Regions from separate parts of the Mus musculus genome. Here region 1 is linked to region 2. Evidence: chromatin contacts called from public HiChIP or PLAC-seq data. All regions are on one chromosome and are shown on one strand. Each heading gives the region's core, a stretch centred on a gene start, on an enhancer-like site or on the middle of the called end of the contact. The rest is flanking DNA. Distances are from core to core; before and after follow the strand shown.

Evidence for each region. HiChIP or PLAC-seq counts read pairs in DNA pulled down with a chosen protein or histone mark.
Region 1: a FOXA1 HiChIP or PLAC-seq map of pancreatic cancer cells shows a contact between it and region 2. The contact joins the enhancer-like site here to the promoter of Pttg1 in region 2. A contact is called at or near these places in 3 of 39 promoter capture datasets (embryonic stem cells and stem cell-derived epiblast-like cells), 3 of 484 Hi-C or Micro-C datasets (CD4 T cells, the N1E-115 cell line and embryonic stem cells), 10 of 115 datasets of contacts at active chromatin or transcription factors (embryonic stem cells, epiblast stem cells, neural tube and 1 more) and 2 of 9 other capture datasets (adipose tissue and liver).

The regions. Positions count from the first base shown.
Region 1 is chr11:43,765,591-43,768,290 of GRCm38.p6, reverse strand. No RefSeq gene overlaps it. Among named protein-coding and RNA genes, the nearest start is that of Ttc1, 19 kb to the right of the region's middle. Within about 2 kb of position 1,275, at least 88 of the 459 cell types and tissues checked have an H3K27ac peak or open chromatin away from gene starts, as enhancers often do. A contact at or near this core is called in pancreatic cancer cells, where this site is marked.
Region 2 is chr11:43,424,854-43,427,553 of GRCm38.p6, reverse strand. It overlaps Pttg1 (pituitary tumor-transforming gene 1), which reads left to right and starts at 1,303. Exons shown (of 6, transcript NM_001131054.2): 1 at 1,303-1,353; 2 at 1,873-1,971; 3 at 2,657-2,700. The coding sequence starts at 1,884.

The sequences.
Region 1 (2,700 bases), core at 26-2,525, 340 kb before region 2:
CACTTTAGCACAAGTGGACCTGGAACTCACCCAAGTTAGCCTTGAACGCCAAGGTGATCCTCCTGCCTCTGCCTCTCCCTGGTGCTGAAATCACAGGCAGGCTGCTGAGAAGCAATGCGCTAGAGTAGTGTTTCTCAACCTTTCTCAGGCTGGAATCCCTTAATACAGTTTTTTGCTTTATGATGAGCCCAAGCATAAAATTACTTTCGTTGCTACTTCATAACTGTAATCTTGCTGCTGGTATGAATCGTGATGTAAATATCTGATACGCAGGATAGGATATCTGGATATGTAACCGCTGTGAAAACGTTAGTCAAACTCTCGAGACGGGTCGCGACCCACGGGTTGAGAACCCTTGCTGCAAAGCATCATTGCTTTAGGAGCTGGGCTAATTTATGACCCCATGAAAACAACTGGCTTTTAGAAACCCTGATCCCCCTACAAAACACTGTTTTGCCTGCACACCAGACACCTTCATCCTTATTCGGAGGGATATACATGTCAACCAATTGAGTAACCTTACAATGCCTACTGCCTTCTGGGACTCACTTTCCCCAGTACTAAGTTCGAGGGGTCTCTTCTTCTCTGCCCAGGCTGAGCGTCTCTCTGCTTTTCAGGCTCTAACTTCTACCCTCCTGCTTGGATGAGCCAAGGATAGCAGCTGAGAAAACAAGCCCTACGCGTCTTCAGTCAAGCTTCTCTTAGTTTACCTGTACCACACTGCCCACAATAAGGAAGAAGTCTAGTGTGCAGGGGAAAGACCGCTCTATAAGAAGGTTAAAAAAAAAAAAAAAAAACAGAGTTGTTTGGATGCTTTTCGTTTGGTTTTATTTTATTTGAATTTGCCAGTACAGAGAATTGAACCTAGCCCTCACTCACGTAAGCTAGACAAGAGTTTACCACTGAACTACATCTCCAGCTTTCGTTCCTTTTAAATGACGCAGGAAGGTTTCGGTTTCCTCCTTTGCATGTGGAAGTATTTGCAGTCAGGTTTCTGTGGTTTGTGCTTACTGCCAAGAGCTCTGCTCGCACACCGCATCCAAGCACCCTGAGGGACGCGCATCTCTCCACCGCTACGCCGCATCTACAGCTCAACGCTAGGAAGGAATACAGAGGGGGGCCCCCCGGGGCTGCTCCTAGCCACCTGCAATCTGGCGTCCTTCCTCCACGCACACTTGGAAGCTGTTTCTCGGACGAGGTGGTGAGAGGCACTGCGCCACGCCCCCTCGCGCGCCACCGCGTTCTTAGAGTGCAACCTGCCCGGCGTTCAGGCAGGCGGGCGCGCCATCTGCTGTCCAATACGAGTAAGCAACGCGAATGAAACGTTGCTCTGCAATTCAGCTTGGATCTTCTCTGCAGCTCTTCCCTTGACTCTCAGTTGGGGAAATGTTCTGGAATCCTAGGTTAAGGGTACTTAACTTGGGATCTGTGTGTTAGCTTCAACAAGTCTAGGAACCCTCCAAATACTACTCAGAGTGGGATATTTTTCTGGAAAAGAGGTAGTTTTCCTGAGTCTGACTAATAATGCTATGAATTGTAGATACACACACACACATACACACACACACACACAAAGTCTCTTGAGCAATATTGCCAGGGTATCTGGCAGATGCATATTCAACTTTCCAGATTTTGCCTGGCTGTTTCTAATATTGCCTGGCCACTTTGCTTTCCTGCCAACGAGGCATAAGACAGCCAGTTACTCTGCTTCCTCACCAGCTCCGAGAGCATTAGTCGGCTTTAATTGTAGTCATTCTAACAGGTTGGTGGTACTCTTCCTGTGGCTTGAATTTGCATTTCCCTAATGACTAGTACCGTCAAATGTCTTATCTGCTTATTTGCCCTCCATACATTTTTTGATGGTGTGTTCAAGTCTGCTCATTTTTAATAGATATTTTCATCTTAGCAAGATATATTATTTCAAGCTGAGATGTTAGGTTTCCTTATTTCTGGAACTGGAGAAATATTTCAGCTGTTGGGAGCACTTGCTGCTCTTTCAGACAACCTAGATTCAATTCCAAGCATTCATGTCTGACAACCTCTCTTGGCCTCTACAAGTACCCAAACTCAAGTGCACACATCCAATCATTTTTTAAAGATTTCTTTTTATTTCCATAACATGCAACTCCTTTTATGTATATGTTCTTTTCTCTTAGTTGATACCGTGTATTTGAATTCCTTAATTATGTCCTTTAAAATGCAGGAATATTTAATTCTGACAAAGTGTAATTTATTAATACCTTTATTTTTGGCTGATACTTTTTATTTGCACATAAGTGCTTTTAATTTAAAAAGAAAACAGAACTTTTCCTTTTAGCATCCATCAATGGAGCATCAGCTGCCAAGATGTTTGATCCTTTTGGGACTTCTAATTGAAGCAAAAACTACGTAAGGCATTTCAATACATTTTCTCACATTCAGAGGAAGATCGTGTCTTTCCCCCTCTTTCCAAAGTGCTGAGATAGAAGCATCAGGTTCAGTCTGTGTGCCTTCCAAAGGATGGTGAAGTTCAGGTTGTACGTGGACATTAAAAAGGTCAGAAGCTTGGCAGTGGTCCAACTGTGCAGGAAGAAAGATATTCACATTGATTGTTGAATTGAGAAAATGCTAACTCTCCGTGTGTGGGTCAACCCCACCCCAATAAGGTGCACATCACTAAAGCTGGAGGCATAGGTACACATGAGCGAGATGCCCAGGGGG
Region 2 (2,700 bases), core at 54-2,553:
TTTCTTGATCTACCACTCACCAGTCACACATCAGCATCTCCTGTGGCTCCATAGAGCTGAGGACTTTACAAGCTGTCACAACCTTTGTAGAAAGGGTCTGTCCAGCAGGAGGGGGTGGGGTGGGGTGGGTGAAATTCCTAGTACAAGTATCCCAGTATCAATCATGGAACTTTAGAATGTTTTCAGGAACACACAAAGGAGACTAAGGAACTTTTATGTTAATTAAATATAATCACACACATAGCAGAAAGTGTGCAGGGGGAGGCTCCAATGTTATTATTAACAATGCTTATTTCAATGGGAAGTCCTGGGCTCTTGAATAATCTCCATTCTTTGTCTTCAAACCTGCCAAATTTCCACAAGTTCTAAAAATAAGCAGAGATTAACTACTACTTAAGAGGCAAAGGCAGGCAGATGTCTTAAGTTCCAGGCCATCCTGGTCTACATAGTGATTCCCAGGACAGCCAGGGTCTTCTTCAAGATCAGTAAGTGCTTGTAACTGCCCAGGAATCTCTCCAGTCTTGGATAGGTTTTGGTGGGGGCCGATCCAAGACCCAAACCATCTTCTCAGTAGATTAGTGCCTCTGACTTTGACTTGAAGATTTAAGGTCTGGATTAAACCTCTTGGCTTCTTCAGTTAAGTTTTTATGTACATGTTGGTCTCTTCTACTACTTATTCCTTTTTAGTCTTCTCCAAACTCCAGTATCTACTGCGCAGGCCTGTTCCCCTAGAGATTACACTCTGGCTACTCTGATCTGAGCTCTGAGGCAGGAGAATCTTGAGTCAGAAGCAGGCCTGGGCTAGTGAGTTTCCGAAAAGCCTGAACTGGGTAGTAAGAGACTTTTTCAAAGAAGCCAAAACCATAAAAGTGAGCCTGGAGCAGTGGCACAGCCACTAATCTAGTCCTTGGAAGACCGGAAGCAGTCTCAGGAGTTAAAAGTGATTGTCATTCACCATCCATTGCACAGTTCAAGGACAGTCTGAGTCCTGTGAAAACCTGTTTCCAAAAAAAAAAAAAAAAAAAAAAAAAAAGCCCTTCAAATTTAAAGGGACAAGACGTTTATTGGGTGAGTACCTTCTCGCAGGTCCATGTCGTGGCAAACAAAAAGCCTCTCACAGGAGTTTTGGACAATGTACGATTCTAGTTTGTTTGTTTGTTTTTTTTTTTTTTTGGTTTTGTTTAGTTTTGTTTTCCTTAATACTTTGGAGACAGACGCGAGAGCTGGGCGGTGGCTGAAAACTTCCGTTGCTCCCATTGGTTCTCAGGCTGTAGGCCCCACCTCCTCTCGGAGGGACCAATTGAGTTACAGTTTAAACTGCGGTGTGCCGGGTCGTTGGTGGCGCAGTCTTCGGTGAGTTTAGCTGTGAGCTCGTCGTGGGTGAGGGCGTCTTGGGCGAGCTTGGGGTGGCGGGGAGGGCAGACCCGGGACTGGAGGTTGAAGCAGGGTCGGGACGTGTGCTTCACTCGGCCCCGCGTCCCGAGGCGCTCTTGTCGTGCTCGACCCACAGCAACGCTGTTTTTACTTTTCTTCTTCCCTCCCCACTTCAGGATCTCAAGCAGCCCTGGCTGGTCTTGAACTTGTTATGTAGCAGGAGGCCAAATTTGAGCATCCTCTTGGCTTCTCTTTATAGCAGAGATTGTAGGCTGGAGACAGTTTTGATGGGTGCCAACATAAACTGATTTCTGTAAGAGTTGAGTGTTTTATGACCCTGGCGTGCAGATTTAGGATCTGGATTAAGCCTGTTGACTTCTCCAGCTACTTATAAATTTTTGTGCATAGGTGCCCTGGGTAAAGCTTGGTCTCTGTTACTGCGTAGTTTTTCCAGCCGTCCTCAATGCCAATATCCTAATATTCAGGTCTCTCCCTTAGAGTAATCCAGAATGGCTACTCTTATCTTTGTTGATAAGGATAATGAAGAACCCGGCCGCCGTTTGGCATCTAAGGATGGGTTGAAGCTGGGCACTGGTGGTAAGTATTTCCTGCCTTGAGATACACAGGTGTTGTGAATGGTCCCAGCCTACAGTTCCCAATGTAACCTAGGGGGGCCTTGAACTTCTGATCCTTTGACTCCACCTGCCCAGTGCAGTGATTACAGGCATGGGCCACCTTGCCTGGCTTATGCACTGCCGGGAATGGAACTTGGAGCTTTTCAAATGCTACTAAGTCACGTGTCCAGGCGCTCTGCTTAAATCGGTTTTTTGAGACATAGCTTTAACTGGCCTGGGATTTGCTATGCAGATCAGGCTGGCCTTGAACTCAGGAGATCCACTTACCCCTGACTCCTAAATTCTGGGATTAAAGGCGTGCGCCATGGTGCCTATGTTCATACTTATTGTCTTAATGAGGTTATTTAGAGTGCTAAGTAACTGCCCCAAATGAGGCACAGGTTTGTGTGTAAGAATTGAGTTAAGTTGTATGGCCTAATCTTTAAGAGCAATACATTTATTACCTTTATTTGTGTATGTGTGGGGTCACACGCATGCCGTGGTGTGCCTGTGGAGGTCAGAGGACAACCTGTGGAAATTGGTTTTCCTTATACTGTGTGGGTTCTGGGGACTGAATTCAGGTTGTCTGGTTTAGCCGAAAGCTCCTTTATTTACCCACTGAGTCTGTGATTTTTTTTTTTTTTTAATGATTATCCCTTTTTCAACAGTCAAGGCCTTAGATGGGAAATTGCAGGTTTCAACGCCTCGAGTC